Linked DNA regions of Mus musculus: region 2 is linked to region 1. Evidence: chromatin contacts called from public Hi-C data. All regions are on one chromosome and are shown on one strand. The core of a region is the stretch at or near the end of the contact, and the rest is flanking DNA. Distances in the headings are between cores, read along the strand shown. Region 1 overlaps Mamdc2 (MAM domain containing 2). Region 2 has its middle 43 kb from the start of Gm34076.

Region 1 (5,643 bases), core at 1,303-3,802:
TCTAAAGGATGGAGCAGATTCCTGAACAGCTCAGCTTGGCAGTAGAGGTTACGGAGGAGAGGAGGAACAGGGGTTAGAAGGCACTGTGGCTTGAACCTTGACCTTCCAAACATTAGCACTGCCAAGTCTAGATGACATTATTTTCAGTAACAATCAGTGGAACCACATTTGTAACTTTCTGAGGAATCCTTTGGGATAGTGACATTTACTGAATGTATTGCCACAACCTTAGGTATCTCAACCTGCTATCTCTTGTGACCTCAGACTCATGAGTAGGATCTGAGACTTGTTTATCTTTTATATCCCTTGCATCAAACATATACAGAATAAATGATGGCTGAAAAAAGGAACAGACACATGGGTGAATGAATAAAGACATGTAATCTAAATAAGTTAAAAAATGCTTACAAATATTTCCTTTTAAAAAGCATCCAAATTGAACTTAAAGCATAATAAAAATTCTACTTTCTGATACACCCTGATTATGTAAAACTGGGATGTGTGTGTGTATGTGTGTTTGTTGTGATAATTGTTTGTTAAAGTTAAGTGATTGGTAATGGAAAAACAACTTAATTCTTTGAGATATTTAAGAGGAATAGAGAGGCCTGGGCTTCTCCAGTGCTGATAGTTCAAAGAGGAAGTACCAGAACACTGCACGTGTCAAGAGACATTCTACAAAGAAAGATTCCTTGGAATTGTCCAGGCAGCAAGCTCTCCCATGGTTTTAACCTTTCTTGGGTGACTTGGAGTTGCGGTAACTCCTGGATGGTCAGCTTACTTACCCATTCATTCAAAGCTAGATCCTGAGCTCTCATTGTATGACGTACATTTAGAAGAAAGGCCCCTTGTTTACTTTCTTTGGGCCTCTTTCTTACACAGAGAGGACATTCAAGAAAAATTTGTTAGTCGGCTGACAGGCTGAAATAAAATGATTTTTTTTTTCCACGCTGGTTTCATATCTTGTGGGTCACAGAATTTATTGCATCTGTGAAACTTCCCTGAGTTTATGAGTTGTTAAGCCTGGGAGGTTACCGCCATTCCTCTGTATTCTCCTTGATTTATAGGGTCTGTTTTTGTCTTCTCATTGCTAGCAAAATCAGCTGCTGATAGCTCCCTGTGTCAGTCTCTGAGCAGGGTCAGCTGCCTCCATACCTCTAGTGAGCAGCCTGGCTTTATCCTGTGTTCTGCTAAGGCCTGAAGTATTGACCTTCCAGCCACAATGATGACTCTGGCACATCAATCTCATGTTTTTAAAATGTAATCATTGGTGTGTGTGTGTGTGTGTGTGAGAGAGAGAGAGAGAGAGAGAGAGAGAGAGAGAGAGAGAGAGAGAAAGAGAGAGAAAGAGAGAGAGAGTAGATGAAGGATGAGGGAATGAGGAGAGAAAGAGAGGGGGAAGGGGAGGGAAATAGGTAGATATAATTCAGAAAATGCAAAGGGATTGAAGGCTTAACATGCACCTGTCTGGGGGTGGGTGATACGTGTCAAATGCAGGTTGATCCGAACAGAAGGATAAATACACCATCAGCTAACCAGAAATCATTACCCACATCTAGCAACTAAAATGGACACAGGTAGTGCAGGTTCTACTGTACCTTTGTGGGCATAGGCTTCTTGAAACTGATTTCCGCTTGCATCCAAACACCCCTCGGGGACTCGAGCACAGACCAGATCTTCTCTTGAACCACATGGTTTTCTTCAAAGATATAAACGGCTAGGGTGTCACTCATTTTCAAAAACCCAAAGATGGCGTAATGAAAGCGCACACAGTACTGCATGTTTCCAGGGAGAGAGGGACCATAAAGTCTTCCGATGTAGCCAGGCTGGGATGTAAACTTAGTGTTGGCCAGCAGGTAGTGCCCTGTGAGGAAAACAAACCACTTAGTGCTGTGGTTCTCAACCTGGGGGAATCCCAACCCGTTCGGGAGTCACATACCAGACATCCAGCATATCAGACATTTACATGATGATTCATAAGAGTAGCCAAATTACAGTTATGAAGTAGCAGTGAAATAATTTTATGGTTGGGGGGGGTCCCTACAACATAAGGAGCTGTATTAGAGGGTCACAGTATCAGGGAGACTGAGAACCACTGACTTAGTGCAACACCAATGTAGAATGAGCTCATACAGCCAGGTGGAAACCAGTTAAGGCAATGGGGTGTTCCCTCAAGACTACTTCCATAGGTTTTAAACCTTAATAGAGGCTTTCTAACGTCTGTGGTTTAAGTGACAAAAAAAAAATCTATACAATGTCCTTAGACCTGGATAGCAAATTAAACCTCTTAGAAATTCAAGTGGCTGTCATAAAGCAGTGTAGATCTTATAGTGTACAGACTCAGATTCATGTCATTAAGTAGGAACTATACTCTTTTTTTTTTTTTTTAATCACACAAAAAAGAATGAATGAGCTTGGAACTACTGGATGTCTCCTGCTGGGTCATAGTCAGTGTCAATCAAAGAGTTCACTTCCCCTGCTCTATCTGCAGTGGCCAGTCAGGAGGAGGGAAGGCAGGCTGGCCTGGCACCACGGGAGAGTTCTGGGCAGAACACACTGTTCTTTTGGTATACCTACATATTAAACCCGTCCCTGAAAAATCATGTTTCTGACCGGTTGGGCGCTGATGCTCCCAGATGCTGCGGCTGGGTTCAATTTCCTTGTTTCTTAGTTCTAAAAAACAGATTGGAATTTCTAGCAGCAACGGTCCCCTTACTACCAATCACACCCACACGGTCAAGCTAAAGCGGATCCACGTATGCGAAGTCAGGCAGCACACGACAGTTTCTCTCTTTTCTCATCTGTTCTCGGGGAGTTCTCTTCATGGCCTGTCAGTGTTTGCTTTAAGAATTAAAAACAAAACAAAACAACCCAAACTCATCCGTGTAAGGAGAGTCAGGGGGCTTGATCTCTCCCACACACGGGCAGGGCATGTGCGGACAGTGATAGGACTACGCCCGCAAGCCAGACTCCCAGGAAAGCCTCACCAGGCCCTGGATTCCAGCCTTCCAGCCTCATGACATGACGAAAAGCAGCTGTTGTGTAAGCCCCAGTCTGCGGTACTTTGTGAATGCAATGGACAAATATGGGTGGCCACAAGACAGCCAGACTTTTTTTTTTTTTTTTTTTTTTTTGTAACCTGAATATCATCTTTCTGTTTCTTGCTTACAGCCTTTCAGTGGCTTCTTACTGCCTTTCTAATAACCCCCAGTGCTTCCTCTGCTCTTTCAAATCCACCGTCTGCTATCCTCTCCATCTTCCACACCGTTCCTCTCTCTACGGGCAGACTGCCAGTTGGACTGGCCACCCGTCTCTACACTGAGAGACCTCATAGATGCTTGTCCTCTGTAGCTTCCATTGTAGAGACTACTCTTAAATCCCTAGCTAAAATGTCCTTCCACTATTCTCTCTCAGAGCACCGAAGGCCATCAGAACAGATCACCCCAAATATGCTGCTCTGGCACCTTGATGATTTTGAGCTGAAGGCACTGGAGGACAGTAGAGGCAGGAAGGGCTCTGTGCCCACTCACTTTCTATCTAAAGCAGGCCATCAAAGTTCCTATGAGCCTGGGCCACATCCTGTCCAGGATGCCGGTGTTGTAGAGCCTGAGACTACGCTGAAATGGATCTGTACAAACAAACCTCCTATGAAGCCCTTGCTTTTCATTAGTTTGCTCCATAGGTTTCCCAGTCACCACCTCACAGTTGACTCTCTCTCCCTTTCCTTGGTCTTGCTTCTTTCCACAACTTTACCATTCTTTGTTAAAAATGATACATAAGCTTTCAGGCCTATGTATATTTCTAGTTTTCATTTTCTATTTTCCTGTGAAGGCTCCCATGTGCATATAAAAATATGTTGTTGGAATGCTACAGTTTTCTCTTGGTAGTCTGCTTCTTGTCTGTTTAATTTTCAGCCCCAGCTACAGAAAGTACAAGAGAAGAGGACAGGTGCCCCCACCCTACCCCTCGCCCCACTCCACCCCCTGCTATGCTTACGATTATGTTCATTTGTCTATATGTTTATCTATCATTTCCTTTGCTCATTGAAATGCAAATGGAATCCAAGTGGATTTTTTTTCTGAAATGAAGAGCAAAACAGTTTCCAAAGATTTCTCTACTTAATGAACTGCAAATGCTTTGGGTAGCACAGTATCTTGAATTACAACTTTTAAAAATGGCCAAGCATCGCCAATCGTTACTTCTTTGTTCTTCCTCTTTTCTTATCTTTCTCTGAAATGAGGCTTGCAATTGGTATGGGAGAGCAAACCCAGGATGTGGGGCCTGCCAGGCCCCACTGACCAACCTGTTCCTGTCGTGTGGTCTCCGGCCCGATACATGTTTGCTTTTACTCTTACTCTGGTCCAACCCGGACCCTCTTTGTCTTGATAAAAGTTGCAGAGGCCTATCTCAAAATCGCAGCTGGTTTCCACAGCACTGAAAGGAAGCCCTGGACAAATGAGAACCAAAGTTACAGTCAGCCCGGATTCTCAGAGGACTCCATCAAACACTGGACAGATATGGCTACATTTGTGCCAGGGAGACTGAGGGAGAGATACACAGCAAAACAGGCTGACAGCTTTATCATCAAAACAGTGTTTTGACATGACAGGAAAATTGTTCTTTTCTTCTCTAAAAGGAGGGCAGCAGGCAGCTCTGATCACATTATCTACAAAAATAAACAAATACTAGGGATTTCCTTTGAGAACGCAAAGGCTGTGAACATTTACTCACAACTTTCAAATCGACCCCTACAACATTTAAAAGACAGAAAAAGGAGAGGATTTTTTTTAAAAAAGAGGCTCTTAAGTTCTAAGATGTGTTTTAGAACTAGTATTTTCCAGAGATAATTCCCCATTGTTGACTAGTCCCAGCATCAGAGCAGTTATGATTGCCATTCGCTGTAGGAACTGCTGCTCTTGAGGAAAAACAGCCCTTCCCAGAAACCACAGAGTTCAGAAGTCACCCTGGGCTTTTCAGGGGGCGTTGCTGTTTGGGCTTTGCTGAGTCCTGTTATCCTTCACAATGGCCCACAAGTGTCCCTTTGGCCCAGACTGCCCAGACGGGATGGAGTATGGAAGAGTCCTCCTGCTCCCTTGGGAATAATGGTTGATCCTATTAACGCAGGACTTAGAAGCCTCATAGCTTACGTTGCCCTCTGGAGTTAGAGGGGATGTAACCACAGCAGATTGGGATGCTCAGTATGAGCCTAGTCTGATTGGTGAGAGACACAGCTGGGACATTTTAGGGCTAGAGCGATAAAGCGTGTTGTTTTGTATATCTGGAAAGTCCTTTCTGCAGAAACTTTCATTCTGGGGACAGCCAGCTGGCAACTCAGGGGCCGTTAGGTCAAGGCTATGTTCTCAGTTAATTTTCAAACCAAGAAAGTACTCACGTGGGCAGAAGAACACAGTCAGGGGAAATGGCCAAAAGAATCATTCAACCAAATGGTACAAGGAACCCAAGATTTAGTTTTGACCCAGAAAAACATATAGCTTTAGAAAACCAGTCGGGGAACAGTTGTATGCTTTGTGAACTAACTTATAACATTGTATCAACATTAAATGTCCCAAACTTACTAATTATTCCATAGTTACACGGCAGATACATATTGCAACAAAGGAGAACAGTGTTCTTCAAGGTCTGGTA
Region 2 (5,643 bases), core at 1,155-3,654, 610 kb after region 1:
GCAGGAGGACCTATTATTAGCATTCTGTCTAAACTCCACCCCACAGTTAACTGGCAATAGCCAGGTATGCGCCTCCCCACAGTTACCTGGCAACAGTCAAGTGGGCCTGACCCACTATCAAAGGGGCTGCTTGCCCCACTCCTCCCTCTCTTGGTCTCTTGCCCTCTTTGTCTCTTGCCTTCTTGCTCCCTCCTCTGTCCCCTCCCCCTCCCCCCTCTCTCCACGTGCTCATGGGGGCCCTCTACTCCTCTACTCTTGCTCTCTGCCTCTGCTGCCCTCTTAACTCTCCTTCCCACGCCCTGAATAAACTCTATTCTATACTATACTCTACTGTCCTGTGACTGGTCCCCCAGGGGGAAGGGATGCCTTGGCATGAGCCCGTTGAGACACCCTGCTTGCCCCATACCTCACCACCACCCCCCCATAGAACAAATCCCCCTTCTCTTTATCTTTTTTTTATAAACACATCACCTATAGGAAGCAAAGTGGTTGGTTAATTTTGTTAATGAACAAGACGTTAAGGCACGCAGAAAACATAACCTTCCTCCAATGTTGAATGCAAATGCACTCCTAGGGTTTCGGTCCCCTGATACGAAGTGATCCCTTCTTTAAAGACTCTGCAGACTGTGTGAGCCCTGAGGGTTAATTGTGTATTTTACATTGGTTACTAAACCTCTCACTTAAAAACAACTAAGGTGGCTGAGGGAGAAGACTTAGCCAATAAGGTGCTTGCCACATAAGCATAATGGACCTGGGTTCTGTCCCTGGCACTAGGTAAAAAGTCTATTTCCAGCATTGGGGATGTGAAGAGAGAGGATCCCTCGGGCTTGTTGGCTAGCAGTCTAGCTGAATCTATGAGCTCTAGGGTCATTGAGGAGCCCTGTCTCAAAAAATAAGCTGCAGAGTAATTGAGGGGAACACTTGCTGATACGACCCCTGGCCTCCACACGTCTCCATGTGTGCATGCCCACCCATACATTTAACACTGGAACACATACAAGCACACGCACACACAGCAGCTCGGGCCAGGTAGTCAGCTCAGCGGCAGACTGATCTTGCCCATGGGAGGTCCTGAATGAAGTTCAACATGCAGCAATGCAAATTATGTTTAATGTATTTCACTCAACTTTAAATTTCCAGTGGTTAAAGTGGTAAACATTTTATGTTTCCATATCTTCTACCACAACTTAAAACCTCTTCATTTAGCATGGAGTAAATTTGGTGGTTGTTATTTTATGGAGATTCGTTAGAAAGGGCCTTTCTGAGACTGGAGAGGGGACTCTTGGTGTCCCACATTGACAGAGTAGCACACACGAGGGCCAGGAAGCCAGCCTCTCCCTACAGCGCTTGACTCCGGTGACCGCAGTGAGCTTGGCAGGCAAAGGGTGGCTTTGGCAGATGGAGGTGACCTAGGAACTGTAAGCACACATCTCTAATTGCTAATTGCTTCAGCGTGTGTGTTCAACTCTCCCCAGCACCTCCTTTGCTTTCTCTCAAGGAAACCCCAGGCTTCAGAAACCAAACACTAGATATGACTCCCTCTGGTGGAATAAGGAGAGAAAAGTCACAACTGCTCCTGATTCCCGGTGGGCAGCTGCAGGAGTCAGGAGTTTTATAGACCTCCCCTACCCACAGGATCATTCCAGATGAGGACACTACAACTGCAGGCAGAGTCAGGGCTGGGACTCCACTCGGCAAACCCAGAGGCTAAGAGCAGGCTCAGATCCTGGAGCCCTAGTGTCAGGCTGGTTGCAGTACAGTGACCCTGCTTATAGACTACCCAGGAGTCTGTCAAGTCATTTAGTGGAGACCATACAATCCAAAGACATAAGCCCTGGAACAGCCTGGTGAGTAATTGAGTAACTCACACACACACACACACACACACACACACACACACACACACACACACACACACGGCAGCATAAAAAGAATGCAGTAGAATTCCCCGAGTCGACTTAAAATTTAGACTATTGTTTCCTAGAATTCTCCCCTTGTGACTCCCAAGTTCAGATTGGGCACAGAAGAGCAAATGAGATTTGGGAAGCTAATCAGAATCAGGGCTGTGTAATGTCAGGAGAATGGCAGTGCATGCCCACTGTGGCTGGCTGACAGGCTGCATGGCCATCAGCATGCACACATGTGTACACACACACACACACACACACCCCTCAGCTGCTGAGTGTCGGGCCAGGTGTACTACAGCAAACCCCTCCTGCAGTTTCCTACCACAGAAGGGGTGGGCACAGTGGTTAGCTCCATGCCACTCTCTCCTCATGGCCTCAGCTTTTCTTTCGGGCAGCCAGCCCTGCTGGGGCCAGAGGTCACACCTCACACAGGTCTCTTCCTGGCCAGTACAGGGGCACTTGGCTGAGCCATAGGGAGTGCCTCACTCCCACACACCCGCCAGAGGAACCCAGGCACAGGAGGGAATAGAAGAAGCCAGAGGCAGCCAGCCCAAGCACGCTATGCTCCTTGATACCCGCTAAATAGCTTTGACCTGGCATCCTTCCATACCGTCTACCATTGCCCAGCTCCTAACATTTGTAAAAGGAATTTGGTCCGTGCTATAGGGCATCAGCAGATACAGGACCTTCCCCACACGAAGTCTGCTTCCAAGAACCTGAAGCTGGAAAGAACAACGCCTGCTTCTGCAAAGATGAGCCCCTCACTGGTCACACACTCCACCCTTTCCCATCTGACAGACCTGGGACCCCACAGCAGCCACAGCAACCTCCTCCTCCTCCTCCTCCTCCTCCTCCTCCTCCTCCTCCTCCTCCCATTGTTGTTGTTGTTGTTAAGGAAACAGGCTTGGATCCTCCAGAGGGCAGTGGGCCAAGGACGCTGAACTGCTAATTAAAAGGGCCCAGACTGAATGCAGCTGCCTGCAGGTCTGAGTCCCTAGGAGAATTGTACAGACCATTCCACCAGAGAAGCTGAAGGGAATACATTCATCTCCCAGTCAGCGAGAGAGGCAGCTTCCTTCCCATGCCCCCAAGCTAGCCCTGGTTCCTAGTGAAGAGAACACGGAAGGAAAAGAGCTGTGGAATGTCACCACCTCACTGACTCCAGAGGGACACTGGTCTTTAAAAAAATGACCACAGCCCTTTACTGTGTCCTGGTGGCTTCACCAGAGGGTTGGGTGTGTAATCTCCCGTGGGGACAGCCCAAGCCCATGGTGTGTGGCACCCAGCTCTGAATCCCCTGCAGGAAACAATGTTGGATACAATTATTACTAAAAATTGATTCATGAACACGAGAGATGGCTCATCTAATAAAGGACTTGCATTGCAGGCCTGAGCACCTGGGTCCTATCCTCAGGGCCCATTAAAAGCCCCAGGGTGACAGTATGGCAGGGCAGGCCTGTAAACCCAGCAGAGCAGTAAGGAGACACAACAGGCTCCTGAGGGACCCGATGTCCAGCCAGTACAGCCTATGAGTGACTATCAATCTCTGACCTCTGACATACACACACACACACACACACACACACACACACACACACACACAATCAAAGCAAATCGCTGGTAACAAAGGTACAGCATCATCAGGACACAATGCCTCCTGCACTCCGCATCGGGTGGGTCCCAGCCCCTGGTGTGTGTGTGTGTGTGTGTGTGTGTGTGTGTGTGTGTGTGTGTGTGCAGTAGCATGCCCACATCGCTAAGGACTCTCAGCAATTTACACCATAGACTTACACACATCAGGGCCTGATGGACAACTTTGGCAATTGTCTAAATTAACAAAACTGATAAGGTAAAGTCTCTATCTGGGAGCTCCCAAATGCAGGTAAATTTGAAGAAGTGAGTCGGGAGATGGGACCAGGGTGTTTTCTGCCGTGAAAAGCACAGAGGGCCTGGAACAGTTAGATCATGGGGTCCACCTAGGAAGGCATAGGATGAAACCTGTTTTCTATTTCATTTCTCACTTAAAAAAAAATGTGTTATGAGTGACAGCAGGAGCTTCGGGTAGATCAGGCATTTCCCTGTCACTGGGTCCTGTTATGTCTCCCCCGCATCCCCACCCTGGGTCGTTGGGTCAAACTGTGGTACTCTGCCGCCACCTGGTGGCAGACAGCAAAATGCTACAGTACTCCAGATGAAGGCAAGCACGCAGTGTTTTTATTGTCCTCAATTCTCTAGTCATCTGATGATCCTTTGGTTTATCCTTCCAAAGCAGGTGAGGGCGTGGCAAGGAAGAAAGCCCCTCCCCCTTCGATTGTTTTGCCTTTCGAGATACTTTCATGAAAAGGTAAATCAAGCAGCGAAAGAAAGTTATCAAGCTGGAACACAGACCCTTGGAGGGCTTCCCAGCAACCCTGCCCACATTCCAGAACATCCCTTCCACCACCGTGGCCCGCCACTGGGTTTTCAGAGTTCCCGCCAATCTAACCCTGGCGTGTGTTTCTCCTGACCTGGGACACTCACGATTTGTACAACTCAGAGGTGTGCAACATTCACCTGGGGTTGCATTCTGGAGGATGTGGGACAATGATACTCCAAAGGTTTCAGGAGAAATTGGTCTCCCTGTCCTCTGACCTTGCTTCCCCATCAGGCGCTGAACTGCTTCCTGCTGCAACAACCGTGTGATCGCTGACCACGCGTATTGCAATGACCCTGCACGCAACTTCTGTGAGGCTGACCCAGATACAAAGCAGCTGGCTCGGAGGTTGGTCCTGAGGCAGGAACAGGTCCTCAGCCTGCTTAAAGAACACTGAGGAAGCCAGAGCAGCGTGGTCAGAGCACAGGCGATGAAGGAGTCTGTTTAAGGGCAGGGACCAGAAAACTAATACAGAGCCACATACCTGGGGAAACTGAAAAGGGGGCGGGGCAGGGACACACAACCATGGACTGCCTCACTATCCAAAGAGAATCCAGAACCCTAGTGGCCTAAGACAGGCTTCCTTTCACACTTTTAAATATAAAGTTGTCCTTTTAAACCCCCTTTCACTGCCTCACTGGGAATTATCTGAAAACATTTCTAATGCTTTTATTATGCTATCTTATATTTTTTTAAAAAAAGAAAATCTTGCTAGGGATCAAACCCCAGGCTTCAAATATGCTAGACAGGCACTGTCACCGAGCCACACCCCAAGCTATAAAGATACTTCTTGTAGGGGAATTTTAATCCAGTAACATGGCTGCTCTGGCAAGAGATCATATCCAAAGACCTTCTGGGTCTGTATGATCTGGCCGGAATATAAACATAACTTTAATTCCTCTGAGTAGAATACAGACAGGGCCTCAGTACACACACCCTTAATCATAAATAATGGAGGTAAGGTTGGTTAGTAGAAAGAAGCATCAGTGTTTGAAAAGTGATGAGTAATTGAGACGTCAGTTAAGTTCAGGCAATGCGGTGGAGTCCAGTGGAGTTCCGTTCAGTGCAGTGGAGTTCAGTGGAGTTTGTGCCGTTCTGTTCATCTTGTGCAGACAGCGTAGTCAGTGCAGTTCAGTTCATGAAGCAGTCGTTCCAAGCAGAGCAGTTCAGTCAAAAGCTGAGAGGAGCCAGTTTCAATCAGTCAGCTAGGAGAGGAGTTTGAGCCAGAACAGCTGAGTTGAACCAGCCAGCCAGAGTTCAGAGAGAACTAGAAAGGGTGGGCTTATTCAGCAGCAAGCCTCTGAGATGACAAGTACATCTGGC

The links. Hi-C and Micro-C count contacts between places; a contact is called where the count stands out from the background.
Region 2: a Hi-C map of uterus shows a contact between it and region 1, with 4 times the contacts expected there. A contact is called at or near these places in 8 of 484 Hi-C or Micro-C datasets (cardiomyocytes, ganglionic eminence, nephron progenitors and 4 more), 1 of 130 datasets of targeted methods (embryonic stem cells) and 1 of 9 other capture datasets (embryonic stem cells).

The regions. Positions count from the first base shown.
Region 1 is chr19:23,349,004-23,354,646 of GRCm38.p6, forward strand. Mamdc2 (MAM domain containing 2) reads right to left here. Exons shown (of 14, transcript NM_174857.3): 8 at 4,301-4,444; 9 at 1,596-1,861. Among named protein-coding and RNA genes, the nearest start is that of Gm41821, 52 kb to the left of the region's middle.
Region 2 is chr19:23,957,652-23,963,294 of GRCm38.p6, forward strand. No RefSeq gene overlaps it. Among named protein-coding and RNA genes, the nearest start is that of Gm34076, 43 kb to the left of the region's middle.